4 separate regions of the Mus musculus genome follow, and regions 2, 3 and 4 are each linked to region 1. Evidence: chromatin contacts called from public promoter capture Hi-C data. All regions are on one chromosome and are shown on one strand. The core of a region is the stretch at or near the end of the contact, and the rest is flanking DNA. Distances in the headings are between cores, read along the strand shown.

Evidence for each region. Promoter capture Hi-C pulls out the DNA fragments that hold promoters and counts their contacts.
Region 2: a promoter capture Hi-C map of liver shows a contact between it and region 1, with 7 times the contacts expected there. The contact joins the promoter of Strap here to the enhancer-like site in region 1. A contact is called at or near these places in 4 of 39 promoter capture datasets (cranial neural crest, hippocampal neurons and liver) and 2 of 115 datasets of contacts at active chromatin or transcription factors (embryonic forebrain and pancreatic cancer cells).
Region 3: a contact with region 1 is called in a promoter capture Hi-C map of liver, with 3 times the contacts expected there. The contact joins the promoter of Lmo3 here to the enhancer-like site in region 1. A contact is called at or near these places in 5 of 39 promoter capture datasets (cranial neural crest, hippocampal neurons, liver and 2 more), 4 of 115 datasets of contacts at active chromatin or transcription factors (astrocytes, embryonic forebrain, embryonic midbrain and 1 more) and 1 of 9 other capture datasets (liver).
Region 4: a promoter capture Hi-C map of liver shows a contact between it and region 1, with 7 times the contacts expected there. The contact joins the promoter of Mgst1 here to the enhancer-like site in region 1. A contact is called at or near these places in 5 of 39 promoter capture datasets (cranial neural crest, embryonic stem cells, hippocampal neurons and 1 more) and 2 of 115 datasets of contacts at active chromatin or transcription factors (hepatocytes and kidney).

The regions. Positions count from the first base shown.
Region 1 is chr6:139,586,333-139,589,043 of GRCm38.p6, reverse strand. No RefSeq gene overlaps it. Among named protein-coding and RNA genes, the nearest start is that of Pik3c2g, 26 kb to the left of the region's middle. Within about 2 kb of position 1,398, at least 33 of the 459 cell types and tissues checked have an H3K27ac peak or open chromatin away from gene starts, as enhancers often do. A contact at or near this core is called in hepatocytes, liver and pancreatic cancer cells, where this site is marked.
Region 2 is chr6:137,733,520-137,736,554 of GRCm38.p6, reverse strand. Strap (serine/threonine kinase receptor associated protein) reads right to left here and starts at 1,473. Exons shown (of 10, transcript NM_011499.3): 1 at 1,089-1,473; 2 at 90-225. The coding sequence starts at 1,200.
Region 3 is chr6:138,421,516-138,424,606 of GRCm38.p6, reverse strand. It overlaps Lmo3 (LIM domain only 3), which reads left to right and starts at 1,577. Exons shown (of 4, transcript NM_001356306.1): 1 at 1,577-2,166. It overlaps A830011K09Rik (RIKEN cDNA A830011K09 gene), which reads right to left and starts at 1,502. Exons shown (of 4, transcript NR_126073.1): 1 at 1,242-1,502.
Region 4 is chr6:138,138,839-138,141,786 of GRCm38.p6, reverse strand. It overlaps Mgst1 (microsomal glutathione S-transferase 1), which reads right to left and starts at 1,260. Exons shown (of 4, transcript NM_019946.5): 1 at 1,181-1,260.

The DNA of each region.
Region 1 (2,711 bases), core at 149-2,648:
AAAAAAATTTGAAAAAAAATCAAAATGTAAGCGAAGTACTTTGAATTAAGGACATCAGAAGGACTCAGAAGTCACGTCAGAACCAAGTCCTCTCTGAACTTACTGGGTTCTGTTTGACATACCTCTCATTTCCCTCCATCATATTAATAATGATCTATCAGACTCTCATATTGTTATCTGGGAAATATTGGGGATAGATTATGTACTATATAAACTTTGCTGATTCTTGTTATTTTGCGTGACAGTATGCAAAATGAGCATGTGAGAATCACTGAGTCTCATGGAAGTCGGCCCCTGAGAAGACACAGACCTGTCTGTCAGAGAGCTCACCCCGCACAGATTCACGTTAGCTGACCTCTTGCCTTCCGGGCCTACAGTGGCGTAGTTTGCTCTTTACCCTGGTCCATCCGTTTAGTCATGGCTCATTGCTAACCTGCCCTAAGGGCAGTCATACCACTGCCTCGCTCTGGAAACGCCCACGTGTCTGTCGTTAGGATTTGCTGTGCTTCGCTTTCAATTCGCTTCGTTCTGACTGGTTTATGTAAGCTGCAACCAAAGCGATATTCTCATGGACTCAATCTTCCAGAGGCCTCAACTTGATAACTTTAACTGTAACATATACATACAAGACATATTTATGCTTGAAATTTATTTTTCCATTAATCTGGAAACAGCTTTTTCACTTCTTACAACTAAATATCTTAGCAAATTTATTCCAAAGAATTTTGAAACTTTGAGAGAATTTTTTTGTTCTTTCTTTCTATTTCTTTCTCTGTCTTTTAATACACACACACACACACACACACACACACACACACACACACACACTCACACTCGAGAGCCTCTCCTGTTTCTTCTTATGAATTTTAACTTCTTTAGTTGCCTGTCAGAATTCTGTACTTTCTCTTGGTATATAGTTTAAACACGGACTTTAATAAGTTGTTCTTTCTATGTGCAAATATCTAGTGGTTTTGAAGCCCAGACCTTTGCAAACTTACAGCAGTCTTGTTTATATCGACACTAAATCATGTTGTCTACTGTAATACCTAGAATGTTCTTAAAACTTGCTTTATGAGTATCTTTAAATATTTTCCACAGTGCGTAGAATTTCGCTTTCCATCCCACAAGTGTAACTCACATTAGTAAAATGAAACTTTGTATCCGTCACGGAGAAAGGTCTCAGATTTGAAATTCTGTTTGGCAGTGAGGGGAAATAGCCAATAGGATTATGCGGTTCACATGGAAGCCATTTTCACAGACTAACAGACACAAAGTGATAATTGACAGCATAGGGATAATGACGCGCTTTTCTTGCTGTTGGCATCTTGAGAGCGCGGCAGTCATGACTGGGCTTCAGTCCTGCGTGCGCAGAGTCAGCGCCTGCAGCTGTCATCAGTAGCTTGAATTCGTTTACAGCATCCTATCCTTTCTTTACACTCGAGTTGCTCTTTGGAACAGGTGAAAGTAAGGCTCTATCGTGACATATAATTTGACCTTTCTGAGTCTTTAAAATTTATTTTTACCATGAACCTCAAAAATGAAATTATGGCAGTAATAATTCTTGCTATCTTCTGCCCTTTCGTGCGGTGTTCCTGAAGACAGTGTTAGAAATTAGCCCATACCCAGAGAAGCGAGAGAGAAAGAAAGGGAATTTTTGTTTAGACATTCCTAATTGCATATAAGAATTCACACTTTTAAATGGATCAGGAATTTCTACAACTGTCTTTAGCAAACATCGCATTGATAATCCCACTACAATGTCTCACAGTAGACCGTACCTTCATGTGTTTCGCTCCGTCTTTTCCTCCTCCGCCATCAGGAATGCCAAGAGGAAGCGGCCGGTAGCTCGGGCTGTGGGTAATAATTTACTAATCACCAAAGGGGGCTGTTCGCTGTTGGCTTATCTTATCAGCTGCTACGCAAATAAAACTGCACGTTCCCCCGGATTTGTTTGAGCACCATAAGTGACTGGTACGACTACTCTCTCACATTTTCCTGTTACGTTTCCGTCATCACCTGTTTTTGCAGCAGCTTAGCAGGGCAGGCAATGAGTGGTAGCAATAACCTGGGTGTTTAAACCTTGCTGTTTCACCAACTTCCTAGAAGAGGTATGGAAAGTTCCAACAGAACAGCGGCTTGCCAGGCCTCTTAGATGCTATTAGCCTGTGAGACGCTTACAGAGACGGTGCTGGCAGCGCGGGTCTAGTCTCTGACTTCTCTTTACTTCTACTGACTTAATTCCTCTCTTCAGGTTTAGAGTTCTATTCAGCTCTGCTGGAAACTTTCTGGTAACAATTTTTAAAAATAATCTTGAAGTTTAACATCATTGAAGAGAGTGTCCATGGCTTGAGATATAGCATATGTGAAATTAAATTATATTAAATTAAAATAGAAAAACATGTAAAACATGTATTTGTCAATTCAACTTAAAAACCAGTATCCAATACCACATAGTGAAATAACTAGACATTTTGTAAAAATGTGCTATGTGTCATAAACAAACAAAGGAACATATTGGCATTCATTTTAAAGCTTTATGAAAATTATGAATAATTGAATTCCAATGACTGGTTTTGATTTTTTATCAGAATGTAATATACTTTCATACTCAGCCTCTCTGTGTTATCTGTTTAGAAAGGGACGACTGTTTTACTATCGATTTTGGTCCTGTGGATATTGCTACTTAATATTATATAAAAAGTTCTCGAATA
Region 2 (3,035 bases), core at 224-2,723, 1.9 Mb after region 1:
ACCTCATGTCTAACTGTGAAGTTGGAGAATCTGGCCATGTCACCACAAAATTCAAACAGAATGAAGTTAGCCATTTTTGTTACACTTACGCTGTGAAGTCTGCAGCTGCTGTCGCAGCTTTGGTGGCATCCTTATTCAATGTTGCACCCCAAACAGCACCTTTATGACCCAAAAATGTTCCAATCCAGTCTCCTGTATCTCCCTGGCGGAGCATGGGCTTGCCATCTAGAAAATATTTTCAGACATCTGTGATTTAGAAGCATGCAACGTAATACCAAATCCTGAGCAGCAAACTACTGGAAAACCGTTGTTCTGACTGCTCCCCCCTACTCCCATTAAGCCGTGGGGGCGTGGGGGAGGGTGTCCCCATCCTGGTCTGTGCATATGGTCTCAGTGACCTAGGGACTAAGGAGTTGTAGCCACTCTTCCTGGGAAGCATAAGCAATTTTGGGACCGAATGAGAGGCCTCCCTCATCACCTTTGCAAACTCGGATTACAAAGCAACTATAAAGACCTGGGAAACGCTCTTCCACAAGACCTGATTCCGATTCCCAGCGCCCACACGGAGGCTGACAACAGCCTCTAACTCCGGCTCTGGACAATCTGATGCCTTCCTCTTGGGGCACCCCTTCACACAGGTACAAGCATGCATAGAGACAACACAGGCACACATAAATAAAAACTTCTGAAAAACCGTGGGCTGGATGCCAGTGACATGCGGTGTCAAAACGATCTAGATAGCCGCTTTTTACTTTGGACCACATAAACCTAACGTACACTTTCGTCGGGGAAAAAAAAAAATGAGGCTCACACCACAAAGGATGAAACAATGAGTGAGAGGACATAAAGGGCACTCCTCTCGGCCTGGCCTAATTTCTTCTTCCCGTAAATCCTTGGCAAACACAATGTAGTTGTGTGGGTAGAAAGGCGAGGTGTTGGGGAGCACTAACAACGGTGGGGAGGAGGGACGCATAAAGCCCGGCCAGGGGCGACCCTCTAGTCCCAGCAGCGCGATGGCTGTCGCTGGCAGCCACGACCCACCCACCCGTCGGCACTCGGGAGCCGCGGCCGTCGCGGGCTCAGCTCACCTTTGCAAGCGCTGATCAGAAAGTAGCCGTAAGGCGTGATGCCGCTGAAGGCCAAATCCACCACGGGCCGCGTGTGGCCCGAGCAAGTGAGCGGCGTCTGCCTCATGGCCATGGCGGCGGCGAGCGCGGTGACGCGGAGCGGGGACCGAGGGTCGCGGTCGTCCTCCTTCTCTGCCGCGGCGCCTCAGGCTGCTTGAGGCCCCCGCACTCACGCCGAAGGAGGCCGGCTCCAGAGTCCCCGCGACTCGCGGCCGCCAAGGGAGGGACAGGGAGGGAGGGAGGAGGGGAGGGGAGCGCCGGAGAGCCGGCCTGCCGCCACTCACGGTCCCTACCGGTAGCGGCAGGACGTGACGTCGCCCGACGCGTCGCGTCAGCCGGAAGTGACGACTGGCGGGAAGGCGGTAGTTCCCAGCAGCAGCGCGAGAAGCAGTGTGCGCAGGCGCGAGCTCGGAGACCGAACCCATGCTGCTCTGACGACGTCAAGCGCGCGGCGTCCCGTTGCTACCCAGTGTTGGGAGCCGCCGAGTCCGTCCCTTGTAGGATGCTGTTGTAGAGTTGTAACCTTCTCATTGCTAAGCTACAGACACACTTTTCCATAATCATCTCACATCTAACTGCCTACCCAGTAGCAACCATTCTGTCGCTCTCCTTCCCACCCCCCTCCCGGCATACACCGTCACAACTCACAAACAGTAATGACTTCCCTAATAGAGTGGTTATGCTAACAACATTTATATCCTGGTGACAGATAAGTGACTGGCGTTTAGTGGATGGCCAGCAAATGCTTATTTGCAAGTGGGAAATATTCACTTAGTGCTCAGCAAGGATCCGTGACAACCTAACTGATAAGGGCTCTTTCAGTGGCTCTAGCAACTATCACTGCGGCTGGGGAGGGAGAGACCCCAGTCTACTGGGCTAAAGTTCTTGCCATGTAAGCATGAAGTGTGATACCCAGTACCGACAAAAAAAAAAAAAAAGCTATACATGGTGTGATACATGCTTGGAATGCAGCACTGAAAAGATACCAATCCCTGCCAGCCAGCATAGCAATCAGTGAGTTCCAAGTATGAGTGAAAAACATCTCAAAAACAAAAGAGTGTAGATGCATCTGGACCAGTGAGCCATTCTTCACTGAGAGGCTCCTGAGAGGAGGGACCGAACGGATCAGAAATAAAGAAGACAGGAAAGTTGGGGTCAGGAGGTTTTCCCTAAAACTATGTCTTATGCTAAGCTAATTTATTAAGATGTACAGCATCTTATATACTGTTTGTATGGGGAAAATGGAACAGAAAAACCTATCATACAGTGGGACGAAGTCATCAGAAAGCTAACCAAGCAGTGTTGCACAAAAGGAACACAGAATACTTCATGTGTGCCACAGACCAAGCACACACTGGCCTGGGACTGACTACTCCAGTCTCTTTAGGAGGAAAAGTCACGTTCTCACAGACTGAAATCTTAACTCTGGGGGGCCTGGTTCCAGACTTTGCTATGTCTGACCCTGGTCAAAGGCATAGAGTTGGTATCCCCTTTCCCCTTTCTGAAAGCCTCTTGTATCAGCCTGGAACCTAACAGTGAATGGCTCCTGGGGCTCCTAAGACTGACTTCTGCCTACCACACATGCACACACTACTTTTAAAGTGCATATCAAGCATATGTTGGCATTATAATAGACACTGTAGAAGTGACACAAATCCTCTCTACATGAAGAGATCTATGGGTGGCAAAAATGCTCTGTAGATCACTGTGAAAGAAATTCCACAAATAGGCTATCTGAAAATAAATGAAGGTGGATGCCTACTTCATGATAGATAAACTATTCACACACCATGATTATTAATTTGGGATCTTATTATGCTCATTGTTAATCATACCTTTGGGATTTGGTCATCTGTTAGGGCTTCTTTAAAGCCCTATTTTATTCTGCTTTTATTTTTTTTTCTTGAT
Region 3 (3,091 bases), core at 328-2,827, 1.2 Mb after region 1:
CTTAAGAAGTCTGCTTATAGACTGAACAGCTGAAGGGGTTCTCAGTAATCTTCCTGTCTGTGAATTTCGGTATTTTTCAGGTTAGTTCTGAGTTTTGTTGTCTTTGAAAGGGAGAAGAAAGCAAGCCACCTACTATTTTCTTAGGAGCCTTCTGAAGGTTGGGATTAAAAAATAAATTAGACCGGCTATGCCAGGACTTTGGATATAGGGAAGCATAATTTAACATAAATATTCAAGGGGGACTGCTTTAGTGTGTGTGTGTGTGTGTGTGTGTGTGTATATATATATATGTATATATATATATATATATAATTTGATAGATCGGATAGATAGATAGATAGATAGATAGATAGATAGATAGATATTAAAATTGATGTTACAGAAGTAGCAAAGTTTTTCTGTATTGTTTGAAGGGTGTTTTGTGGGTAGTGTTTTTTTGGGGTGGGTGGGTAGTTCAACAATTGATCCTGTCTTGGCACTGAGAGCATCACATCCAGTGTCATTCAAACTGGCACTATTTTTAAGCTTAACCTTTTGACAAGGCTTTGTGAGAGATGCTGAGAGGACCTTGATAGAGACACCAAAGTGGGCGATAGCTGAAGTTTAAAAACTTAGAAAAAGGAGATGGTTTAAAGCTACCAGTGACCTATAGAGCATCGGAGTGCAGGGAAGAGGTTAAGAGTAATGGGAAAAATTTAGAGGCAAAAATAAAAGGATGTACCCAGGCCTTAAAATAAGTGTATGAAGGCAGGGTGTAGGTGGGCAAGTGGCCAGGGGACCGGCTTAGTCCTGGAAGTCTGGCTCAGCTTCCTGGGGACTAACACTGAAGCAGGTTTCAAAGTCAAGTATTCACCTATCTGTAGTAAGTGTGTTTCAGTGGCCACTTTGGGTTCAGCACCTGGTATGGGGTACAAGTTCACAGTCTGACTCCTGGGGCCATTCGAGAGAGAGGAAAGGGTGTGTGGCACTGCCTGGCCTGAGTTTACATGACAAGGCATTCTGCACAGGGACTTCAGAGAGTTTCTAAACAGAATTCATAGCCCTGGAAACTGCAGACACCCCCAGACATTTACTAAAAGGAGGGCTGTGCAGTTTTCCAGTGTTCCCTGGTAGCACTTTGATTCCTTGGCTTTTATTTTAACTTCCTCCACTGGCACTGTCAGTAACAGATTTAGAGGGCAATTTGCTTTCATAGTCCCCATCCTATTCCAAAATGCCCCCGTTATTTTAGGAAGCCCTACCCTTCTCCTTTGGAGCTCTTTTGCAGTTCTTCTTGTGGGCGAGTCCTGGAGGTAGGGTCCTTCCAGAGTCCAGTCCTGCAGAGGTCACATTCTCTGTGTGATAGGCATGGGTGGGAGGGGATGTCCCCAGCGTTTGTCAGTAGCATATGCAATGGGTTGTGCTGACTGCACTCCCAGGCTTGTCAATTTTCACCCTGGGAAATTAGCAACAAAGCCTGGATCTGTCTCGTGGCTGCTTTTGCACTTTCCGAGGGCGGCTGTACTTGACTGAGCTGCGGAACAGACAGCAGAGACACAGCGAGAGAGAGAGAGAGAGAGAGAGAGAGAGAGAGAGAGAGAGAGAGAGAGAGAGAGAGAGAGAGAGAGCTCAAGCAAGCTAGCGAGCAAGGGAGCCAGCTAGAGGGAGGGAGAGAAGGAAGAGAGAGAAGAGGGAGGGGTGGGGGCGAGAGGTAAATACTCTTAAATCGGAAGGGAGCTGCCTTCACTGTGGATCTGACAGGCGCTGCCTGGGCTCCGAGGCGCTGTAATAACTGGGTGACCTTTTCTTGGGCTGTATTATGTCTGGCTGGGAAGGGATTGCATTTTGCGGCTGAGAGCCAGGGCTTCCTTCAGCTCGGGCTCCTCGCACACTGCTGGGGTAAGTTGTCAGGAGCCAGGACCAAGAGAGACATCCCCCGGACTGCAGTTGCCTAAAAGAAGGACACCTGTGGCTCGCATGCGGTCCACACTGGTACTTGGCGGATCCTGGAGGACCTCATTATTTTAAACTTAAAAAAATATATAGAGAGAGATTCTACCCCCCGGTTTTTTTTTTTCCTTTTTTTTTTTCAAACAATGTTTCTTTTTGACCTTTCCCAAGGAGAAGCGCTACCAAGCAGCCGCTGGGCTCATTGAACACCCTCCCCTGTATCGCTTAATTGAGAAGGTAAGTCAGGGGTTGTGTACTCACGCGTCGGCTTATTTGTGCTGTGTATGTCTGCTGGTGCGCGCGTGCGTGTGCGGATGTTGGGTGGCTTTTTTTTCTTCTTCTTCCCCATCCTCTCCCAAGAAGGCATAAAGTAAAGCTGCACCCGAACCATCCCCACCACCACTGCAACTTTCACCGGGCTGCAGGTCTGCAGAGAGGGTTTTGTGTTTGTTTGGTTCTGTTTAAATCATGGGAGGCATCATTATTTTTGTGATGAGACATGAAATAGATGTGGGGCGGAAGACGTGGATGCCGGAGGAAGAGAGTGGAGCGCGCGGCTGCAGCGCGACGCAACATCTCAAGTAGGAGTCTAGTGCATAATAGACAAAGTTCATTGGGAGCTGCAACATTCGCACACCCTGACTCTGGAAGAGGGGTTGGGACAGTTTGCAAAGGTTGGGGGCGGGGTGTTGCTACCAGGCTAAGGGAAGTGATATCAGTCTTGGGTATTTTCCCAGACCTTTCTACACCTGCTTGATGAAATGTATGCCTGCCACCCCCAAGAAAGAGTTGAAATTACAACCTTGTTTTTGTCTACACCCCTGCTTCTCCCAATGCAACCTTAATATCAAAACACTGCTTCTGTGTGTTGCAAAAGTGACTGTGTCGTGTTCAGTGGACATAGGTTCCTTGTACCCAAGTGTCTGCATCTTAACAGGGAGAGAGAGAGAGAGAGAGAGAGAGAGAGAGAGAGAGAGAGAGAGAGAGAGAGAGAGAGAGATTCAGCACATTTTAACCGGGGCTACTCAGATTGCTGTTATGAAACACAAGTCAGATTTATGATCTTTTTCATACCGAACACGATATGCTATGCTAACACTGCGTGTGACGGTTTAATCAAATCCATTTGTTACTAGGAAGCTAAAAGGGGCCGCTGGGATTT
Region 4 (2,948 bases), core at 11-2,510, 1.4 Mb after region 1:
CTTTGAAGGAAAGAAGCTTGAGTAGGGTATAAATAAGGCCAGGTGGTACAATGGAGACTGGAGACCCCACCTGCCTGTCTCTGGAGCCCTGTCATCGCCGACCTGTATAGTTCCTGGACTCACAATTCCATTCTAGGAATTGTGGGGTGCTGTTTTCTCATTTCCTGGAAGCTTCTCCTGTAACTCCTGTTGTCATATTTTGCCCCAGTGCTATCTGCAGTTGAGAAATACTCCTCTTTCTCCTCATGGGCCCTCAGCCAAGAAAAAGCAAAGTTCTTTTCTTCTCAAAACTGTTTGCCCTATCTGCATCAGTATTGTGAAACTTGGAAAATCTGGGCACACAGCCACAAGGCCATGACTCTTCAATTTTCAATGGATCGAAAGCAGCAAACACATTTGTTGTGAGGACAGAAAAGAGGGCTGCAACAGAGGAAGAACAGAAATACACACATGATCAGAGTCCCAGGCACCTTCCCTACAGCCTCAGTGGGGCCAGACTACAGTGGCCACAGGGGAGGGCGGCTCTGGGGAGTAGCTGCCCAAGGGCTGCGCCCTCAGGTCTTTGGTCATCAGGCTACAGTCACAACAGAGCACGCTCTGCTGCTCTGCTAAGTCTGTAAGTCATATGATATCAAAAGTACCAGTGTAAAGACTTGTAGAGATTTCTCTTGCCTACCACAGGAGAATCTAGAAAAGCAAACAACTTTTCAACAAGTTGAAAGGCCTGCATGTCCAAGTCACCCGGGACACTGTAGGGTTTTACTCCCTGGGAAAGGACAGAAGTTGCTGAAACCGCAGTGACTTCTCATCTTGTTACAACTTGCATGTATTTTTTTTCCCCTCCCCTCAAGATCAAGAGACCCTTTCAAAGGGAATGCTACTTGGGCTTGAAAATAAGAAATAAGAAAACCATCTCTTAAACATGAAAAGACTCGTGCTCCCAAGTTTCTTCTTGGAGTTTGAGAAAGGAAAACTTAATGCAGGAACAGAAAAGCACAATTCTCATTTAGAGCGGGCCACAAAAATGGGGGCGGGGGGTGGTCATTTAAACAACTAAAGGGAACAAAGGCTTTTCAAACAGGCACAGCCACTCTCTAGCCTTACACCTGCCACCCACCGGCCCCTTGCACCCACCCACTCCTAGCCTGGGAGCAGCACCGTGGCCGTGCGCAGCACCCACCTGAATCCAGGGAGAAGGGCTGCAAGTTGTCCTGCCGAGCCTGTGCACTTCTGGGACTTTTCACCAACAGGACCCGCGCTGGCACCGCCCTTTTTCAGGCTATTTTTCTATTAATCACCCCGCCTCCTGACCGTGCCAAGCCCCGCCTTCGGAGCTTGCCAAATCCCACCCCTGAATCGCCCCGAAACTGCTGTGGCTGGTGAGGGTCTTTCTCTGCTAAGGATCTTGGCAGTTCTGTTCCGGCTCCGGAAGAAGGGAAGCAAGGAAGGGGTTGCTAACTTTTATGTCGCTGGAAACAAAAAGACCTTAGTGTTGAATTTGGAAAACCTAAAAAGAAAATGTTTTAAGGAAATGTAAATCTCGGGGGAGGGGCTCTATTGCTGTGAATACCTTCAGGGTGCAAAGTGAAACCTGCGAAATTATGAGTCTGTTAGGCAACTAACTTGTTTCACAGTGACTTAGGAAAGTGTTGCAAGGGGGCAGGGTCGTTAGGGCAACATCAAAGCTATTGCACATCACAGAGCCCCACAGTAATGGCCAAGCTCCAGCTCTGAGAGCTCTAAGGTTGATAAGTTCCCATCTGCAACATTTCACTCGGGAACTTTACCAGTTTACACCTGTGCCCCACATTGCTCTGAGAATCAATCAGTCTTTCTCTTTTCTTTTCTTTTCTTTCCTTTTCTTTTCTTTTCTTTTCTTTTCTTTTCTTTTCCTTTCTTTTCTTTTCTTCCCTCCCTCCCTCCCTCCCTCCCTTCTGTCCTCCTCCCTCCTGTCCTCCTTCCCTCTCTCTCTCTCTTTCTTTCTTCCTTTCTTTCTATTCCTTCCTTTCTTTTACACGATTATTCTCTTTTTTATTTCTTCATTTTCCTCCTCTTCGTCTTCTTCCTCCTCCTTCTTCAGTATGAACCACTTAATTTTCTGAGTTTTAGCTGGGTGCCTCTTTGGTTTGGTTTTATTTGTCGTTTTAGAGAGGATTTTGTTACTTAGCCCTGTCTGGAACGCGTGGTACACACTAGTCTGTACACAAACTTATGACCATTCCTGCCTCAGCCCCCAAGGGCTAAGATTTTTCTCACCAGGACCCACTCTGATTCTGACTTTCAAGATTCAGTAGACAGTTCTATTTTATATCCCTTCCAAAAACTAAAAGGAATTAAGAAGCAATGTGCTGACCCAAGCTGAAGTCAGTCAGTCCTGAAGATGGTTTCTTTAAAGGCATGATTGGTAGAACATCTGAAAAGAGTGTTTGGTCGACCTTTTCATTTCAGTTGAAAACATTGTTCAGTTCCTCTCTGGGGCCACACCAGAACACTGAGTGCAGTGGAGCAGAGCTTTCTGAATTTCCTTGAGAGCGGTTAGTACTGCAAGGACTTAAAGAGCTCTTCATTTACACCAAGGAAGACAGCACAAATCCTGAAGGCAAGATTACACAGAAAGGTGCACAAAAATTCTTAACTCTTATCTTCGGAAAGCCAGTGGGAAAACAAGGGCACACTTTTACAAAGAGCATCTCAGTCATCTAATGATCTCATTGAACTTTGTCCAAACTATCGGCTAGTTAATCAATACATAAAGGGTTTCTGCTGTAACGCCCTACTAATTATTGACCATCTGGTAAATGTGATTTTACGTGTGCATATAGCAGAAAGATCTGTTGCTGTCTTTAGTATAATATGAGCATTTGCTTGTAATAGATTTAATTCAGCAAACACTTTAGTGAATGCAAGATACTTGGTTTGATGATGAAGTTTAAAGCTAAAGGGGGGCT